Regions from separate parts of the Triticum aestivum genome. Here region 1 is linked to region 2. The links are chromatin contacts, called in public Hi-C maps. All regions are on one chromosome and are shown on one strand. The core of a region is the stretch at or near the end of the contact, and the rest is flanking DNA. Distances in the headings are between cores, read along the strand shown. Region 1 holds the start of LOC123096069 (protein DETOXIFICATION 29). Region 2 holds the start of LOC123096068 (calcineurin B-like protein 3).

Region 1 (3,630 bases), core at 1,097-3,596, 210 kb before region 2:
ATAGGGCGAGAGTAATTCTTTTGTATCTTGGGTATTGTATTTTCAACAAACTCTATTCTCTTCTTAATTAATATATGAGGCAAGTCTTTTGCCTCCGTTTCAAAAAAAAGGATGAGACATGACCTCACGATCTTGGCTCGTTTTCTGTCTCACTGTCTGTTTGGCTGTGTAATTTCCCTATTAAAATCTCACAGACAGTCCATGAGAAATATACACTTGGAGACAGTCCATGAGGAATATACATTTGGAGACAGTCCATGAGGAATGGATATGTTTTGTAATTGGAATATGCACTTTAAAATGATCAACAAAAATGCTGCATGCATCACTCGACGCAGAGGCCGAGGAATATGCCCTCCTTTTGGAAAAAAAGGTACAAATAATGAAATGGCCAAAACGAACGATATGTATGCGCCGTATGTGTACATGCACTACTCCGGCGGCGGCATACGGCGCCACCCACAATCCCCACGTTTCCGTGGCTCGAGTTCGGATGGAGTACGTTGTCGTTCACCGATCGTTCGGGTGCATTCATCTACTTTTCCCCGTGCACCGAACGACGGAAAACGACCGCCGGGAAACCCGAAATGGTTTCCTCCGACGTGTCGTGGCGTCTCGTCCTTGTTCCTCGTTCGCTCATCGGTCAACCCAGCCCGAATTTGGCTGGCCACTGGCACGACGAAAGTGGGTGTGGCGGCAGCGGCACGTACGACGAGTGATGAGCACGCACGACACGTACTGCCTCTGTGTGCACGCAGCTGCACCGAAACTTCTGAGGTAGATCTGGAGGGAGCGTCTGTACTTTAACTTGCAGGTTCCAGCAAATGCAGAAGTTTGTTTTCTAACGCAATCTTGCTGCTTTCACCGGTGTTAAAAAAAAGGAAAGCACGGCTCTTTACTTGCATGGTTGGATGGATGCCCCTGCACGGTGCAGTGTCGACCACCGCACAATTACCAGCTAGGTGGGCGGTCAGGCACCTAGATATAGCTAGGTCGACACACATGGCTCACCACGTGCCATTGGTAATCTTTTTCGCATGTGATCCCTTAGCCAGAGCCGGCTTTTTCTCGATTCCGAGCTACACACTAGTGTCAAAATCCGTCTTACATTTTAGGACAATAGGAGTAGAGAACACGCGCACGCACACGCGAGCACACATGTTTGCACAACATAATCCTTATAGCTTGATCGATCGATGGTACTTATGGCCAGCAGCCAGCCAGCCAGCCCGGGTATGGTGTCTCGATCACTAGGCAAACTGAGAATTAAACAATCACTACTACTAGCCCCAGTACTCCAGTTCATGCATGCGTAAGCTCGTACGTAGTATCGGTCACAATGTTAGGCTCTTCTTTATATCTCTACAAGTTTTATTATGGTTAAGCAAGCACGCACAGAGAGACATGTTATTAGTTCCTTATTAATTTGGTTATGCGCATGACCAATCAATCCTTGTTTCTACTGGCGTCCTGCTGACCCAAGTCTCCAAGGGAAGGAACAAACTCGGGTGTTAATTTGCGACGCACGGGAGTCTGACCTAGATGGGGACGTGCAAACCACCCTACATTAGCACGGCACATTGCTCGCCACTAGCTAGCTTAATTAATCAGCTGTATACACCTACTAGCTGCGCTTCATGCATCTTGATTACGAGTGCTAACCTATCACAAATTCTGCAGTCTAATTAACAACCTATTTGAATTGATCGACACATGATCCAGTTAATCAAGAGTTATGACATGCACTTAGACATGCTGCATCCGTACGTGCGACTAGATTTCGCCAAAATTTTGCCAAGTTAATTGGTGCAAATTAACAGATGGAATGGAGGCATCTAAGCACATGCATATACGTATCTATCTATCTATGAGCTAGCTAGCAAAAAGCAGCAATGCGCGTTAGCATATATGCGAGTTGGTTGGCTTGTGGCGTGCGTACCAGGACACCGTAGGCGAAGCCCTCGATGACGTTCTCCACGACGGTGACGGCGGCGAGCTCGACCTCGCCGATGTGCCCCACGAAGCCGACGGTGACGAAGCCGATGGAGAACTGGAACACGGCGGTCAGGATCGCCGGGAACGCGATGTGCCACAGCAGCCTCGACTCCTGCCAGCTCTTGCCCACCATCTTCCCCATCAACTTGATCCCTCCGGCCGGCCGGCGCCCGACGACGACGTGTATCAGGCCGGCGGCGGGCGGGGCAGCTACTCCAACTCCACCTGCCCAACCCTCCTGCACCTCACTCGGTGCGGTGTCTATGAACTCCTGGCCGGTGCTCTTGAACAGAGGAGGAAGATGGATGTGGGAGAAGTTCCAGAGTTAGCTAGCTAAAGCTAACGAAGCAAAGCTAGCTTCTTGTTATTTATAGGCTTCTTCCAAACTCGGGCATATTCGGTGCCCGTGCCTTCAAGTCTTCAGCCACTATCTCTGCTGATGCTACTACTACATGAGAGTACACACTACACAGTAGTACACACAGATGTAGTACGTACTAGCTATTGATTGGCTGTTAATGCGTCGATTGTTTGACGAAACTGGGCCTCGTGCACAGGGTGATTACAGGTGACGAGTGGGTGGCCAGGCCCATCGGCAGTGAAAGTGATGTGGTACTTCCGGCCTTCGGGTCCGTGTGAGGCGGGTCGTGTGGGTAGGTGGGTCGAGTGATGTGGACTGGGATGGAGCACGGCAACCAGTGTTGTGGACTTCCTCTGATTTCATAGGGTTCCATCGATCATCGGATCATGACTGGCGTGTCCAACAGCGAAAAAGATGTGCATCAATGGCAGCATTAAGGGCGTGTTTGGTTGCAGTTTGCAACAGTAGTTGCATTGCATGTCCATTTTCAGTCAGTCTGGTTGATGAAATGCAGCCTCATATATGCAGCAGATGCAATCTGTTTGGTTGCCTGCATCGCATGAAGAGGCATTTACCCCCCTGCTGTTTGGTTGCCGTTTTTGTGCTTAGGGTGTGAGCAGATGCAAACTGCAGCTGTTTGGTTGCAAACAGCGTTTGTGTTCTGCTCACCCCATTCAAATGTGGTGGCCTTACCACCACATGATCAGCACAACAGCAACAGCAGAACAGCAAGATCAAACAAAGCAAGCAATGTAATGACAACAAACTTAACACAGCAAGCAAGGAAAAGACAGCAAACTACTTAACTATATAGCATAAGTCTAGATTAAAAGCAGGGGCATCCTCCTTCCCTGCTCCACGCCAGGGTGCTGCTCCTGGCCAAAATATGAACAAGTTCCAGCACAAGTCTCGCCACACACCATAAAAGTTCTCCACTAACACCTTACTTAAGTTAACTACATAGCCTGCTCGATGTTACCAACGCAATTGTGCCTGGTGCAACGAAACCTGCACATCACCGAGGAGTCGTGGTTGTAGATCTGAACCTTCAGTCCGAGTCCGGAGATGCGCACAACGACGAGGTCGCCGGGGACGATCCGGTGGCGGCGGCAGAAGTAGTTCCAGCCCCGGCCAAGCACCATGTGCCCCTCGAAGTTCTGCACCTGCACCCAGAACACGCACCGCTTGTTCGCCGACAGCCTGACGACGCGAGGGAGCCGCTTGATGACCAGCCAGGTGTTCATCACCTCCACGAACTTGGGAGACACGACGAG
Region 2 (3,392 bases), core at 146-2,645:
AAGAAAAGTATGAGAAGAGTTAGTCTATCTACTTGCAACACATGGTGTACTTGTATTCATGCATCATTATGAATTATCCAGTTCAAATATTCGAATGCACTACTTGGTATATCTCTTTTTGATAAATGTGAACGTGTAGTTATTGTTTCGTTACAAGTAGATTGCACACATATTATATTTTAGTTATGAGAGTTGATCTTAATATGTTCACTATTCTTTTAGTCTTCCTTTTATCAACCCACAAAGGTGGGACAATAAAAACCCATATAAACACTTCACTCTATTCTTCATCCCGTGCCTTCTCCCATCACTAATCTCATTCGCGCCAACTACCAAACCCTTTTCTAAATAGAGTGAAGTGCTTTTTTCCAAAAAAATAGCGGTTTGGCTACCACGGCTTACTTGTCTGTAATATACAAGATGAGATGCGAAGAATTGATTGTTTCGTCATGGCAAACTAGACCCTTTTCAAATCCTTCTCATTCTATCCTCTCGCGCCACTCAATCATTCCGTGCCTCCCCCCATCATTAATCTCATCCGCGCCAACTATCAAACCCCATCCAAGTTGACCCACGAGGCTCTTGAGTGAACTAATTTCATCAAAAAAAACTTGCACGCCCGTCCAATATACCCTTCCAAAATCACCCTTCTTTTATCATGTCTTGCCCCTCAATCATCATGTGCCTCCGTCACTAATCTCATCCGCGCCAACTATCAAACCCCATTGAAGTTGACCCACAAGGCTCTTAAGTAAACTAATTTCATCGCAAAAAAACTTGCACGCCCGTCCAATATACCCTTCCAGGATCACCCTTCTTTTATCGTGTCTCGCCCTCAATCATCTCGTGCCTTCTTCCGTCGCTAATCTCATCCGTGCAACTGCCAAACCCAATCTAAGTTGGCGTACGAGGCTGTTGAGTAAATCAAATTCTACCTTGTTTCCCATGGTTCCGTGGAGTAGCACTCTCAACTTGCTAGTATCCATCGCAAAATAACATAAAAACTTGTACGCCCTTCCCAGCAGACCCTTCCCGAATCACTCTTCCTTTATCGTCTCACTCCCCTCAATCATCTTATGGCTTCTCACGTCACTAATCTTATCTGTGCCAACTGTCAAACCCCATCTAAGTTGGCGTAGAGGCTCTTGAGTTTTACCTTGTTTCTCATGGTTCCGTGGCGTAGCACCGACAACTAGCTCATGTATATCTCAAAATAAAATGAAAGACCTCGCGGTGTCTATGAACCTGTAAACACAACGTGCCCGCACTTCCTCCGTTGGATCGAATAGCAAGGGAGGGGATTGCGCCGACCTAGCTAGTCACGACTCGCCAAAAGGGAAAAATTCAAAATCGCAAACGCAACAACGGGAACACGCACACGCAAAAAGGAAAATAAATAAATAAGAGAAATCCCCGATCCAATCCGTTCCAGCCCATACCAATCGCACCACCAGCCGACGACTGCGGCATCGACGGCGACGGCGGCGCCAACAACAGGAACCCCGCGGCGACCCCCTCCGGCCGCCCCTCTGCTCCGCGCCGCATCGGGAAACCCAGCCGCGATCCTCCAGCCACGCCGCCCCCCGCGTGGCCGCTCGGCTCGTTCGGCCAAATCCAGTCCACCGCCCGCGGGGTCCCGATTTGCGGCTAGCCCCGCGGATTGCGCGGCGCCCACCCTGGAGAGAGAGAGACGGGCGTTGACGGACGGTTGCGGCGCGCAGTGGTGCCACCACCATGTTGCAGTGCCTGGAGGGGGTGAGGCACCTGGGCGGCGTGCTCCTCAAGTGCTGCGACATCGACCTCAAGCAGCCCAAGGGCCTGGAGGATCCCGAAGTCCTCGCCAGGGAGACCGTGTGTATGTCCGCGCCACCAGCTCTCTTTGCTATTAATGACGTCTATCTAAGAATAGTTCTCTTGCTAGCCCAAGCAGCGTTTCATTGTGCTCTGTTTATCTTGTGATTGTGTAATGTGATTTGCGTGCAGTCAGCGTCAGTGAGGTCGAAGCGCTGTACGAGCTGTTCAAGAAGATCAGCAGTGCTGTGATAGACGACGGGCTGATCAACAAGGTTAGTGGATCAACACCCATTTCGTTGAAAGTAAAATTAATGTAGTATATATGATGAGTGACGAATAACCTGAATTGCGATGCCTGTGCGTTGACATGGTGCAGGAGGAGTTTCAGTTGGCGCTTTTCAAGACCAGTAAGAAGGAGAGTTTGTTTGCTGATCGTGTAAGCCCACATTACACACATGTGAACACGAATTTGCTGTTTGTACAGTGGAAATGCCTTTCTGTTGTTTTCTCTTCTTCTTCTTTTTGGTATAATTTTGATGTCATTACTGTGGAGTCACTCTCACTCTCCTTTTTTGACATATTATTTGGACCTTGGAGAGAAAGAAGCAATGTTTAACATTCTGTAGGAATCATGAGCTATATATGGCGAATGGCATCTGCCTAATTGTAGAATCGTGCAGGATTTTTGGGTACACAAGTACATGTATGGTGATATGCAAAATAAGAAACAGATGATTTAAAAAGCCTGGAAGGAAATGTAGTCACCACTTTCTGGGGACACTTAATTGTCAATAGAATTGCACCAGCTTTACTAGCTAAGACTGGAAGTAAAACTATCTGTTTAATTGAAAGTTATGATCATATATATTAAGATCATAGCACTGCACATGCTAACAGTTCCTTATGAAAAAAAACTCTTCATAAAAGCTGTTCACAGTGACTCACATCGAAGCCACATATATACACCATCCAGTCAGGCATTGCAGTGATAACTTAAACCTCTATTATTTATCCATTTAGTAAATTTGTGTGCATAGGAGAAACAGTGAAGCGGGAATGATGTTGATAGTTGATACATAATATGCTAGTGTATTTCTCTCAACATTTTCCCTGTTCTTGTAGGTCTTTGATTTATTTGACACAAAACACAACGGAATTCTAGGATTTGAAGAATTCGCCCGTGCGCTATCAGTATTTCATCCAAGTGCCCCTCCTGAAGAGAAAATTGACTGTAAGTTCAGAGAATCATGACATTTGCATAGTTAGCTTAACTTTAAATATGGCAGTAGATTAGTGAAAATTTTGTACTATAAAAATGACACAACTACATGTATGGTAATACTCCCTCCCTCCCTAATTACTTGTCGCAGAAATGGATGTATCTAGACGTATAATACATCCATTTCTGCGACAAGTAATTCGGGACGGAGGGAGTATGTAATAAAAATGGATAATTATTTAACAGAACTGAACATGTCGATATGTTGCAAAGGCTATTTCAAAGTTCTTATACCTTTCAAAATTACATTACATGGTTCAGTCAACACGCTAATTGCATAAAAATATGTTATATTTTACAGTAAGGAAGAAAGTAAATA

What was found. Hi-C and Micro-C count contacts between places; a contact is called where the count stands out from the background.
Region 1: a contact with region 2 is called in a Hi-C map of leaf, with 3 times the contacts expected there. The contact joins the promoter of LOC123096069 here to the promoter of LOC123096068 in region 2. A contact is called at or near these places in 2 of 5 Hi-C or Micro-C datasets (both in leaf).

The regions. Positions count from the first base shown.
Region 1 is chr4D:44,972,959-44,976,588 of IWGSC CS RefSeq v2.1, reverse strand. LOC123096069 (protein DETOXIFICATION 29) reads right to left here and starts at 2,346. Exons shown (of 8, transcript XM_044517665.1): 1 at 1,940-2,346. The coding sequence starts at 2,137.
Region 2 is chr4D:44,761,394-44,764,785 of IWGSC CS RefSeq v2.1, reverse strand. LOC123096068 (calcineurin B-like protein 3) reads left to right here and starts at 1,395. Exons shown (of 8, transcript XM_044517664.1): 1 at 1,395-1,855; 2 at 1,984-2,066; 3 at 2,171-2,230; 4 at 2,917-3,025. The coding sequence starts at 1,735.